2 separate regions of the Mus musculus genome follow, and region 1 is linked to region 2. The links are chromatin contacts, called in public HiChIP or PLAC-seq maps. All regions are on one chromosome and are shown on one strand. The core of a region is the stretch at or near the end of the contact, and the rest is flanking DNA. Distances in the headings are between cores, read along the strand shown.

Region 1 (6,707 bases), core at 2,747-5,246, 220 kb before region 2:
GCCCTGTAGTGGCTGCTCACGCCTCCCCTGGGCTAGAGAAAGCAAGCAGAGGTGGGGCTTGGCCTTGGGACTGGGAGCGAAACTCACTGAAGGGACCTCACTTGTTTGTGGTGTGATGGTTACATGTGATCCTCCCGAGAGAAGTTAAAGAAGGACAGTAATAGGCTACAGATGCCACAGCCACAATGTCACCTGAGCTTTTTAAGCAATCTAGAAACATTAAGGATTCAAATTTTTTAAATTAGAATTCACAGATAATTTATGAAAAAACTAGTAAGTTGTTAGCTCTGTGCCGGTTATCGAAGCAGTGAGGAAAGAGACGTGGATGTCTGTGGCGTCGGTAGCCACTAGCCGTGTGCCACCATTGAGCATGCACATGCGCAGCACTTTCCATGTAGAACATGGGCATGTGGCCGGCTAGAATTGAGATAATACACACAGAAGATTTTGAAGACTTAAATGTGAAGACAACAAAAAGAATTAAATATATTATGACTTAATTAAATGAAGTAACATTTTGTGTTAAATGTATGATTAATTTCACATTTTAAACTTTAAAGTATGGCTAATAGAAGATTAAAATTACATCTGTGCATAATATCTAATTGTGCAGGTGTTTTGATCTAGTTTTAGTTTAGTTGTCATGGTTTTCTTATATATTTGAAGTTGACTTTTTAGCAGCTTAACACTTAAAACTTAGATCCAAGACACTGAGTCTTCATTTTGGTTTCCTTTCAGGTTGAGACAATTTTTTGTTCTACATTTCTAAGACTGATGAAGGGTGGGGGATGATCACTTTATTGGCCAAGTGTTTGCTAATAATCTGGACTTAGATATTACTTCTTATTATCATAGGAAGTTCAGTGAGTTAGTGTTTATAAAGTTTTTTATTTCTAGGCAGAATATAGAGTAAGTGCTAAAATGATATAAACTTATCCCTTTAAAACAAACTAGAATTCATGGTAATTAGAAGAAGCTGCCTCTAAGCTTCACCTCCTTCCCTTTCTCGCTCTTCTCTCCACCCCCACTTTCTCTTTGTTTGAAGACCGATAAATGGATTTCCCCTGAATTTAAAAGTGCATTTGGCATCGGATTAAACATAACAGGGAGACAGACCAGTGGGTAATTTCTTTTGTAATAGTTTTCATTGTGGTCCCTGGATCAGCAGGTTCGTCATCACCTGGGATTTGGTTAGACATGTGAGTATACTGACTGGAAAGTTGAAGCTAGGATCCAGCACCTTGGGATTTTAATGTCTTCCAAGTAATTTAAATATTAACATCACCATTGGCTTAGTATGCACTGTTCAGTGTCACACAGAGAAAGAGAACCTGGATCTTCAAGACAGATTCTAGAAACTAAATTTGATTGCGCACACAAAGAAGTCAAGATAAGATGATGGACTGGCCAAAGATCCACAGCAAGGTGATGACGTGCCCAGGAGGGAGGATTGTGGGAACCCTGCTGGAACTAGAGAAAGGGGAAAAAAGTCATTGTGGCTTCTCCGCTTTTCCTGCCAGCCTTCCCCCAGTGCCTCTCACAGGCTGAACCCCAGGAAAAGCCAGGTGACCCAGGAGTTCAGAGAGTGGTGTGTACCTTGGTAGTGATCAGGAGTCCTGAGATACAGTGTCACGGAGCCCAGGCTCTGTGGGCAAACAGGCTTAGAAGTGGCACATCTAGTTACTGCACTTTCAAATGAAGCGGTATTTTAATTAAAATATTTGAGAGGAATTTTTAATGTTAAAAAATCTGACTATAATAGTCTTCTTACTAGAGTACGTACATGTTTATGAAAACTAAAATGTTTTTTGAAATAATTTTACTGCATCCGGGGAATTCTTTACAGGGACTTGAGACCACAGGCGATGGCTTTTGTGGGTTTTTTGGAGTTTGATGCTTTCTTCCTGTTGTCGGTCTATTTTGACTCTTCCTAGTTGAGGGGTTACCAAGCTGCCCATGGTTGTTAGTGCCATCGGATGGCAGACCCAGGAAACACTGTCATTTCCCGTTTAGCAGCTTGCTCTCATCCCCTAGCTTAAGCAGTTCATAGAGTATGAAGTGTTAATATTTACATCCTCCTTTGAAGGTGCCAGGCAGCGGTCAGAAGTACTTTTAAAATTCATTGTATTAGAGCAATCTCCAATGATGTGTTAGTGGTGTCCACAGTCTGCTCATGAAAGAAGCACCAGGCGTTTTGAGCAGAAAGGGATTTAATACACAAAATTGGTTACAATGCATTTGGAAGGAGCTGAGGGCGAAAGTGTTGAGGTTAATGCTGGATCAGCGAATGGGTTTAAAGTAGGTTTATGTGTGTGAGCACATGGCATAGGTGAGTTCTGAAGGGACAAAGGGACAAAGTGAGGAGGAGATGCTACCCACTCCCTGGGTCAGACGAGGGCTGAGTGATCTGTTGCGTAGCTTAGATTCTGCTGCTTAGAAACCACACAGATGATGCGGGCCATGTTCAGCCCTTTGCTGCTGTGCCTGTGGGTACCACTTGAAACAGGAACCAAAGGTCTTTCCCTCCTCATCTTACAGTTTCCTGTTACTGTTCCCACGGGCAGAACCAAACTGGAAGACAAATGACACGGGAGTTTGGAATATGTAGTTGGTAGACTTTCAGTCCAAGTGCCACTTTTGTCATTACACATGCAGAGACTTGAGGCACGTCAGACAGGTATGTACGGCAGAGTTAGAACGCGGATTCAGGCAGTGTTATCGCAGCCTTTCCCTGAGCTCCTCCTTGGGTTGTGCTTCTGTGTCTGATGATTGGATCTTTATCCTTGTTGCTGAGCGCCCCAAATGAGTGGCTGTTTCTCTCTCTCTCTCTCATATATATATATATATATATATATATATATATATATATATACACACATACACACACATATATATAAATAATTTTTTTTCTTATTTAACACTTTTCTTTTGATTTCTCTGGAGCACTTCTCTTCACATCATCACTGATTTTGTAGCCAACACACGGGGACGTTTCGGCTTCTGTTTCACCTTGGTTTTTCCCTGACCTTTAATCCCTAGGAGTGTTTACGGTATGTTCTGGCCTTGAGCACTATAGAGCTGCACTGAGACACGATTCCCTCCTCTTATGAAGGTTCTTGCTTTTCTTCCTTTTCTCCCTTTCTTAAATATTGATCACTGTCTCGGATTGAGTTGGAATTTAGATATAATATGCTTTTAATGTTCATTTTTGTATTAAAGTGTAATAAAAACAGCAAGCAGACATTGTTGTGCCTTCTCCTACTGAAGAGACGGTACAGTCTCTGAGGAGTCTGCAGGCTCTCCTTGAGCAAGAGGAGGCCCAGGAACTGGAGAACACTCACTTTCCAGTGCCCAACATCTGCCCGCTCTGCAGTGTGTACGCTAAGTGCGACACCAGCCGTTGACTTACTTTAAAAAAGAAACACTTAACTAGGATAAGCAGTAGAACTGAGGGTGGACCCCCCAGCTGACTGGAGGCCAGGGCTTCCGTTAGATCACTTGGGGGAATGTCTCAACCTCTTACTTTTAAAATGAGGAGAATTGCCAAGATTTCCAAGAAGATAGTGAAAAAAATTAATAATAAAATAGAATTCACTATGAGATATTGTGACACCTAGAGAACAAATAGCCCTAAAATAAGTTGCCATAAAATAAGTTCTCCTACAGTATCTTCAGATGTGCAAATAGGTGATTTACATGGACATCCAACCCTGTTATAAAGTATCCACCATAAAATATCAAACACAGATTTCTAGGTCTGTATCAGTGGAGTGAAAATACTCCCAGGCTCTGTAGGAAGCTTTTCAACTCTTATTTCCTAGTATTCTCCAGTTCTTTACCTGCTCACACCTAACTTTGTAAAAATGGGAGGTTCATAAGATAGACCTCTTAACTTTGAGGTTATTTTTTGTTTTGTTTTGCTTTGCTTTGCTACACTAGAGAAAGTTTGAGGGAGAGTGTCAGCTCTTTGGTTTCCTGCTACCTCTCTGTGCCTCTCCTCCCTTGGTTTTTGTGGTTAATGTCAAGCCTTCCAGAATTTTCTGTGTCACTGTGGTAGTCACCTTCGAGTTGCTGTGAAAAGGGTTCCTGGAGATAATTACGAAGATGACAGATTAATTTTATCCTGCGTCTTTGGAGGTTCCAGTCTAAGATTGGCCATGTCTACCTGCTCCGGCCCTCTAGGCCTACTGGAGGGTCCTGTGGTGGAGCACACTGCTTAGGTCATGGCCCATGATGCTTGGTTTTACAAGCTCCAGTTCATGCGTGGTTGCTCTGTGGTTTTGGGCTGTGCAGGGATGTATGGTGGAGCAGACTCACCTAAAGTCAGATGAAAAAGAGAAAGACAGCTGGGAAAGAACTAGGGTCCTATAGTCCCCTGGAGCACAGCAGGCCTCCTGAGAGTGACCCAAGGCTTAGCAGTGGCCTTCATCTCCTGAAGGCTCTGCAGCCAGCAGGCGTGTCCCCCTAGGAAGCACACTTTAACCCAGGGACCTGAAGTGGTAGCAGCCGCCGAGTGATGCTGTCCTCTCAGGCTTTACCTCAGGTCTCAGGACTCTTTGTCTTTTATTGAAGTCTGCTTAGGTGTGGCAGTCATTTTAGACTGTTTTTAGACAGTCTTCTTTCAAAGTGAGAAAGTGAGACTATACATACAACACAGTACACACACACACACACACACACACACACACAAAACTATTAATTTAAAAAAAAAGCTTCGTAAGAAAAGACTTAATCCTTAAAACACGCCATGCTCACTGATGTTCTTAATAACGCTTCCTCAGTTCCATTAGAAAATGCTTTGTGTGACCGACCGCATTGATTTTTTGACCTGTGAGTGAATCACAACTGAATCACCATTTGCAAACCCTGTTTCTTAAGCCAGTGTAGTAGTTTTACAGATACCTTAGGTTAGGGGAGCTTCCTGTGCTCTTATCCAGAGACCATAAATATCTGAGGCAAACAAATAATTGCAGCGTAAAAAAAAAAAAGAGTGGGAAGATTCTTTGCCCTGCATTAGGAAGCCAGACTTCTTGGGTTGTACTCTGCTCTAGGTCACTGTTATTCTATGTTGTTACCTTTTTTTTCGATGTGTGACAAAGCTTTACAAATGGAATTACTAGTATATTTAAAAGATCATACAATAAACGGCACACACTTCCCGTATACTTTCCCTTCCATCACATTGATTCTAGTGAAGCTTCCAGAGATCCTGCTTATCACGCCATAGACATTTTAACTCACCCAAATGACTTAATGGCATTAATTGACTTGTAGATGTTGGGGAGAAAGCCAAGATATCAGGACAGACCTAAAAATGCTTAGTGTGGGCTAGGCATGCTGGTTGCACACCTCTAGTCCCAGTAATCACCAGGCTGAGACACGTGATCATGAGTTTGATTGAGACCAGCCTGGAATCCATAGCTCCTGCCACAGAAAACCAGACAAAGGGAAAAACAAGACTAAGCTACTGAGAGGTGCTAGTGTCTCAGCCGTCCTCGAAGGAAGCAAAATGTGTTTAAATATTATTTAAAAGACAAAGATTCATTTACAGTTTTTGCTATTAACTTTAGCAGCTAGGACTTTGGAATAGCCTATACAGCATAATTTCTATTTCTGAAGATACAAAAACAAGTGTTCCCTTTAGATTAGAAGATAATGTAATGATCACATTTGCAGTTGGTGTTTTATGCACTTTCATTTTTGAATATTAATTTGTATCCATTAGGATTCATAAAATTTGTGGTGCGTGGGGCAAATCTGGCCTGCCACCTGTTTTTGTGTAGCCTGAAAACCAAGAATGGTTCCTTCTTTTTTCTTTTTTTTTTTTTTTTAAGTGTTTAGAAAAATTATTTCAGAAACCTCTTTTCTGCTATGTGAAACTCATATGAAATTCAGTTTTGAGCCATGAGTAAGCTGTCTTGGAGCGTGTCCTGCTCAGCTCACTGGTTTGCAGCGTCGTCCCTTCAGGTTGCTTAACAAAATACTGAGGGACTGTTAGATAGGAGAAATGTGCCTCAGCTTTAGAGGTCAGGAAGGGCTTCCTTGGAAGTCTCAGGGTCAGTGTGCCTGCAGGCTTGGAGCCTGGGGAGGGGCATTTTAGCAGATAGTACTTTGTGAGAACTCTCACATGGCTGCAGATGTGCTGAGGGCTTTCTCTTGTGCCTTCTTGAGAAAGGGCACTAATTCCACTCGTGTAATGTTTGTACTCTGGAAGCCCTCAGTCTCATGCCATCACATTGGGGGGTACCTAGCATTCAGACCAAGGCAGTTTACAAAGTCTCCGTGACTGCTTTTATGTCAGTGAGTTAAGTAGTTGCCAGAGATTTCATTCCCTGCAAAACCTTAAATACTTACTTCTGGGTCCTATACAGAAAATTTGCTACCGATGGCCTACATGGTTTGTATTTTATCATGTCAACAAAATTATGTATAAAAGTTTCAATGTAAAATGCTATGCTCACAAAGCTAGATAATAAAAATGAATTGGAAGTTAAAAACATGAATTTTTTCCTCTCCTACGGTTTGTAGTCCAGCTTCTTGGGGGAATAATAGTGATAAATTTTGAAAAAATGGTATAGTTTCTGAAATGAGTGAGCACTGTAAAGGTTGTTCAGATTTGACAGCTTTTCTTCTATTTCTGTGTGCCCACCATCACTTCTCCCTCCATTGTGTGCTTCTTATTTTTCATCCATCCAGTGAATACTTGC
Region 2 (6,291 bases), core at 1,403-3,902:
AACTCACTATGTAGACTGGACTGACCTTGGATTCAGAAAGGTCTGCCTGCCTGTGTTTTCTGAAGGAAAGTGTTAGGATTAAAGGCATGGGTTTTGACAGCTCATCCTCATTTTATTTGCCTAGTAATAATTTCTAAAATATTACTGATACCTTATCGCGGGGCAGTGATGCGTGCCTTTAATCCCAAGGCCAGCCTGGACTATACAACAACTTCCAGGATAGCCAGAACTGCCCATAGAAACCTAGTCTCAAAATTTATCCCCCCATATATAATATTCATATACTACCAGTTTTTAAAAACATAGGAAAAACATAGGAAAAAGTATCTCTTATATGTTTTGGAGTTTTGCTTTAAATTAAATACTTCTTATCTGGGAATGATTTGGCCCCTTCCCTGGGGAACATGTGACTGCGCCTGGAGATGTTGTTGGTTTGTCACTAGTCTGGAAGGCTTGCTGCTGGCACTTAGTGTACAGAGGCCAGGCTAACAAGCTGCTAAGTTTTCTACAGTGCTCAGCTTAGTCTCTGTCCCAAAGAATCTTCTGGTATAAAGAGTCAAGAAGTACTGAAGAAACTGCTATCAGAGGAGAAAAGGTCGTGGTTTTGTTAATAGCAGTGGGAAAGGAGGGAAGGGCATTTTGTTGCTTTGTTTCCTTCGGTTTGTATGGCAGGAATCTGTCACAGAAATGTCCGTATTCTGTCTCTGAACAACATGGTCCCCTGTTGTTAGCATGGCCCTTCTCTGAGTATTCTGGGTATCAAGCAAGACTAGAGGATTCTGGGCATTAGCAAGACTGGAGAATTCTGGGCTCCTTGGGCCCACTCTCTGGGCATCCTGGATTGAGCTCCAGAGCAGCAGTGTTGAGAGCTCTTTAAGGGACTATCTCAGAGAATGAAGCTAACGCGCTGGCTGCTGGAAAGCTCACACTACACTCTACAGAACTGTTTTGGATGGTTCAGCCTGGCTCCAAAGGCGTGGTGAGTTTTTGCCTTTCCCAGTCTTTGGAGCTCTCTGCTTTGGAGCCCAAAGCTCTGAGAGTATTAATATGCAGACACTTAACAAGTCTTGAAGTGCTCCTTAGACACAAAGGAAGTGCCCCAACTCAGAAAGTAAATGAGTGTAGTCCTTTAAGATGCTGAGTTTGTTGCTTTTACCTGTCAGCCCCCCCCTCCCCAATCACATTTCCAAGTCATATCCCTGACTGTTGGCGCTCCTGTTAGAGCAGAGGGCAGGCAGAGGCAAAACTCACTCCCAGCTTCCTTTGGGAAGCATTTAGCAGTCCTGATGAAAAGGTGAAGCAATGGTCACAAGTACCTACTAAAAACAACAGCAGCAACTACCCCGACTCCTCTTCTCAGCCCCAAGTCGTCTTCTGCCTGTGGTAGAGGAGATGGCTGATAGTTATGACTCCATCTCATTATGTTTTTAAACCAACAATTAATTTATATTGTTTTAAAAACAAAACGAGACTGGATTTTTGTAAAAGGGGAATTCTCCATCCACAACCATCCCCTGCAAAAAGACAGTACCAACACAGAGATGGTCCCATGGTTACAGAAACATAGACATTGAATACATGTGTATACACAAAGAAACACACACACACACACACACACTTGTATGTTTAAATATAATAAGGTAAATACAAATAGAAAATTAAGTAGCAAATATAGCATGTAATGAAGTATAGAAAATTTCTTCACACTGTATAATGTGCATTGCACACACTGTATACACATACATATACTTACTAATGTATATCGAAAATCCTTCTACATCAGTCCTACATTTTTCTTTTCTTTTTTTGATAAATGGGTTTATCATAGCATATAGCCTAAACTTTAATCTTGTTAGCTAAAAATGACCTATTTTTAAAAAAGACTATGTCAAACCCGAAAGAATGCTCAACCAAGACAACAAAAGCCTTGACAGAGCTTTGCTGCCAAGTTCTGCTTTGAGGCTTTTATTACTTGTAAATCCTCTATTTTCTCATCTTAATGACATTTTCATATCCTCCCCCCACCTCCAGCATTTGCCCCTTAGAAGTATCTCCACAGAACCATCCACTAAGTTGCCAAACTGCCTGTGACGTAAGCCCTGTCTGCTTTCGTAAATTACTGATTGTTTGCTACCCTTTCTAACAGAGAGCCCGCGTCAACACAGCCGAGAGATTTTGACAGCGGAAAAAGCTTGCCTGGCCTGGGATGGCAGTGTTTTCGTTTAGAATGGTCTGGGATAGACAGCTAGCACGAAGCTTTGTTCCGGGCAGGACCAGTTCAGAGTCTAGAAATGTGCGCCTTCCTGTCTTGGCCGTATTTCTGTGGTGCCGCCAGGAGCAGTGTAAAAGAAGAACCCATTCTAAGTAAAGAAAGAGCTTGCCGCATTTGGAAGGCAAAGAGGGAGCAGGCAGAAGAGCCGTCGGGGCGTGCAGCGTGCTGGAGCCCCGGGGCTTTGAAATCCTTTTCTGTGTTGTCACTTGAATGTCGAACACGTTATTCTCGGTGGACACTAAAAAGAAGTACAGGTACCGCGGGCTCCAGGGGGATTCGTTATTCAAGGCACAAAATTTTCTACTCTGGCCTGCAACACATTATAATTCAAATGAGCCGAGCACAATAGAGGGAAAAATATGCAAGCAGATTTCTCCGTGTCGTGTTTTTTTTTCCCTCCTCTCTGAAGCCCTGTAATTACAGCAGGCAGGTGGAGCATCTGGGGTGTGGGGGAGTCAGTCCACTGTATTTTTACCTTCCTAGGAACGCGACTTGCCTTACCACATCAATATATTTTATTTTTAATTAAGTGCTTATTGCAAAATCTGAGTCCTTGAACGGAGGTCTGATTTACCGACCTTCCCTCTCCTCCCCTCCCCTGCCTCTCTCGCTGCTATTACTATTTCAGTTTTCTTTCTAAAATCTTTCATCTTTTCCTGAATGGGTTCTGGTCTTCGGCAGCGGCAGTGGTTTGGGCGCGGGACCTTCACCTCGGTTCACCGAGTCAGGAGTCAGTTTCCCCGGCTCCTTTCGTTGATCATCTTCTCAATGGCGGCGGGGACCCTGTCTCCTCCCCATCCAAGTGCCAGGCGGCCCTGCGGTGTGCCCGGACACTGGGCTCAGTGCACCTCCTGCCCACGGCGTGGGCAGTGGAAACTCCGGGCGCAGCCTCAGGCCTCGCCCTGCCGGACCGGGTCCCCAAAACGCCAAGGTTTTGCGGGCTCATGAGCAGGACCCCAGTCCTTCTCGGAGGTGATGGGATCCGAGGTTCGAGATCCTAGGCTGATCAAAAGGAGATGTGGGGCTGCAAAGAAGGCCCCTCGAGTAGCAGAGGAAACGGCCCAGGGGCCCCAGGGTCAGGACTGCGGGCAGGGCGGGGATTCCCTTCCTGAGGATTCTCCGTTTAGATGAGACCCGGTGCCCTGGGGTGGAGGTGGGGCTGAGGGTGGAGGACAGGTCTCCACTGCATCTCTGAGAACCCGCACCGAGGTACTACGAAAAGCCCGATTTCTGGAGACCGTATCTCCTGCCCATGTCAGAGAATAAACAACTGTAAACGGGTTTACAGAAATCTGTGGGACCCTGCCGGAGCCTGACGACTTCTGTGTTGCCACCTCGCAGACCTCCATTACCTGCTTTGATGGTTCCTAGGGTTTGGCCCAGGACCAGGAGTGTGTGTGGGAGGGGTCTAGGGACAGCAGCAGATGCGGATGGGTCAAACTTTGCAGAGAAAAGCGACCACTATGAATCACTATTGAAGCTCACCCAGGACAGGCGACTTCAGAGGGGTGTTAAAGACAGATTAAAAGGAGAGAGAGAGAACCCAACTCTGGAATACAGATCCTGTCTTTATTTGTGCCTCTGATTTCCTGGCTACCCTTGTCAGGGCATGCACCTGTCTGGATTCCTGATACAGAGTAGAGTCCCGGGTTCTTGTAAATAAAATGAGGACAGAGAAGGGGTTAAGGCTGGGTTGACTGCTGGAATTGATAAATCTTCTTGGGACCTGTGGATGCCCACCACAAAAATAGTATCCCTTGGAAGCTGTTGGGAGGTACTTCTGAGGTGTGGGTCAAGGTCATGACTAGCCAAATCCCCATCATCCTATGCTAGGCCACTCAGAAGAAGAAGGGCTGGCGATCCACCATGCTGATGGCTAAGATTCCATTTTGTTTCTTATTTTTAAAAAAAGTACATCTTTATCATAGAAGTAATGAAAAAGCGCAAATACTGAAAAGTAAGCACACTCATTACCTAGAGATAAGTCTTCCGTGTACACGGTGGTACAAGCATGGCTATTTTGTAGAATAACTGGTTTTTCTTCTTCCAAACAATGTGTTGTGGATATCTTTCTACTCAAGCATCCTTTCAGTGATTACTGGTCAATGGGTGTAGGGCCTCCTTGATGATTAAGCCGCACTTCTGATGCCAGGTTCTAGTGTGCTATTTTTAGCCATCCCTTTCTTGGGTCTTTTAGGACTGTGACACTTTTTAATTTCTAAAGCCTCTGTCCACAACATTTCAGGGTCATCCCCCCTGCTGTGTCACCATGCAGGTCCTTAATTATTTTCTTAAGATGTATTCCTCAACATGCCTGGGTCAACTGTTCTGCATTTTTAAAAAAAGTTTTGCAACATTTTATCAAATCAACCTTTAGAGAGGTTATGTCAATGTACACGCCCACCTGCTGAGAATGCAGAAGTGTCCTCATCAACTACATACAATACAATTTACATACATAGTATGTATATATAGTCTTTATTCTTTTGCCTACTTTATTTTTAATTGGAATATTCATCTTTTTCTTACTAGTTTGTAAGAACATTTTTTACATTCAATCTATTTTCCCTATATTCTGCAATTTAATGCAAGTTGCCAATTCACCACCAACCCCATACCGGGGACTGAACCCAGGACCTGACACAAGCTAGGCAACTGCTCTACCACTGTGACATATCTCAGTCTGCTGATTACATTTATGTTTAAATTGGCAGAGCCCAGATTCTTAATACTTTAGTTTATGGTTTCTGCTTTTGATGTTATTTTGTAAAGGCCTTTTCCACTTTGGAATTTCCCAACTATCTACTTGTATTTTCTCCTAGTGATTCTATTTTATTTAAAAATATTTCATATTAAATTTGTGGGTTTTTTAAAAAATGGAATCTAATTTTATTTTCCAATCTTTGTTACTGTTTCTGAATAATTTTTTATTAGATATTTTCTTTATTTGCATTTCAAATGTTATCCCCTTTCCTAGTTTCCCCTCCGAAAATCCCCTATTCCCTCCCCCTGCTCCCCAGTTTCTGAATAACTTTGATCATGCCATATACTATAACTGGTTCCCAAACAAGTATAGCCAGGAGGGAAGACCCTGTCTCCAAGAAACGCTGAGAGTAGAGATGAGGGCTTGACCCCATGTCTGGAGGTACACACAACAGTATCTAGACTTTGTCACTTTCCATATTATTTAAACCCTGGTTTTGCATTTGTGCAATGAACATAATATTAGGAACTATCTCCCCAAATGGTGGTGAAGATCAAATTGTAACATGCACATGAAACACGTGTGCATGGCTCAACGGGACTAACAATGAGTAGGAATAGGTTAGGAAGAAGGACTGTAGCAATTGTGTGACATGGTAATGTTAAAAAGAAATACATCGTCACCATCTATAGATACAACTATACTTACACCGTGGGTACATTGCTGTATAGTTGCAGAGAGCTCATCCAAGTCATTCGGAGGGTTCCCTGAAAGCTGGCTTGTACCCCTAAAGCCTGGCTCTGCTGGAGCCTGGACTGCACTGAACGCCCACATTTCAGGGGAGCCTAGTGCTGGTTCTGTTCACAGACTTACTTCCAAGGCCTTCTGCCTGACCTGCCCATGTTGAAGGGAATCAGAAGAACAACCTGACACTTGGAGAGCTCACGGGACAGAGAGCACTTGGAGTCTGTGCTCAGAGCGAGCAGCCCTCTCTCCCCCTTCCTGGCTCACCCCCAAGCTGAGGATGGCTGCAGAGAAATAGTCACTGGCCGTGAGCCAGGGACACCAGTCAGCTTAACCAAAGAAATCAATGGACACTGTGTCTGCAAATGAGGAAAGTGACGTGGTAAGGAGGCGTATGCCTTGTCCAGAATCACAAATACCCGGGGTGGCAAAAGCAAAAGGAGAAGCGGCCTCAAAAGGGGCCATTTCCCATGTCAGGCAGGCCCGGGTTCACAAAGGAACGGGCACGCTGCTCTTGAGCCCTGGGCGGTGGAGGCCCAACATATTTTTATGAGGCACAGACAATGAGTAG

What was found. HiChIP or PLAC-seq counts read pairs in DNA pulled down with a chosen protein or histone mark.
Region 1: a contact with region 2 is called in a BATF HiChIP or PLAC-seq map of CD8 T cells, with 5 read pairs. The contact joins two enhancer-like sites. A contact is called at or near these places in 8 of 39 promoter capture datasets (3T3-L1-derived adipocytes, the HPC-7 cell line, embryonic stem cells and 5 more), 14 of 484 Hi-C or Micro-C datasets (the AML12 cell line, cerebral cortex, cortical glia and 5 more), 17 of 115 datasets of contacts at active chromatin or transcription factors (CD8 T cells, astrocytes, bone marrow-derived macrophages and 11 more) and 1 of 9 other capture datasets (embryonic stem cells).

What each region holds. Positions count from the first base shown.
Region 1 is chr13:107,864,335-107,871,041 of GRCm38.p6, reverse strand. All of the region lies in intron 5 of Zswim6 (zinc finger SWIM-type containing 6), which reads left to right. Among named protein-coding and RNA genes, the nearest start is that of Zswim6, 22 kb to the left of the region's middle. Within about 2 kb of position 3,996, at least 25 of the 459 cell types and tissues checked have an H3K27ac peak or open chromatin away from gene starts, as enhancers often do. A contact at or near this core is called in CD8 T cells, where this site is marked.
Region 2 is chr13:107,642,257-107,648,547 of GRCm38.p6, reverse strand. It overlaps Gm32186 (a long non-coding RNA gene), which reads left to right. Exons shown (of 8, transcript XR_873933.2): 4 at 2,147-6,102. Among named protein-coding and RNA genes, the nearest start is that of Gm32186, 19 kb to the left of the region's middle. Within about 2 kb of position 2,652, at least 66 of the 459 cell types and tissues checked have an H3K27ac peak or open chromatin away from gene starts, as enhancers often do. A contact at or near this core is called in CD8 T cells, where this site is marked.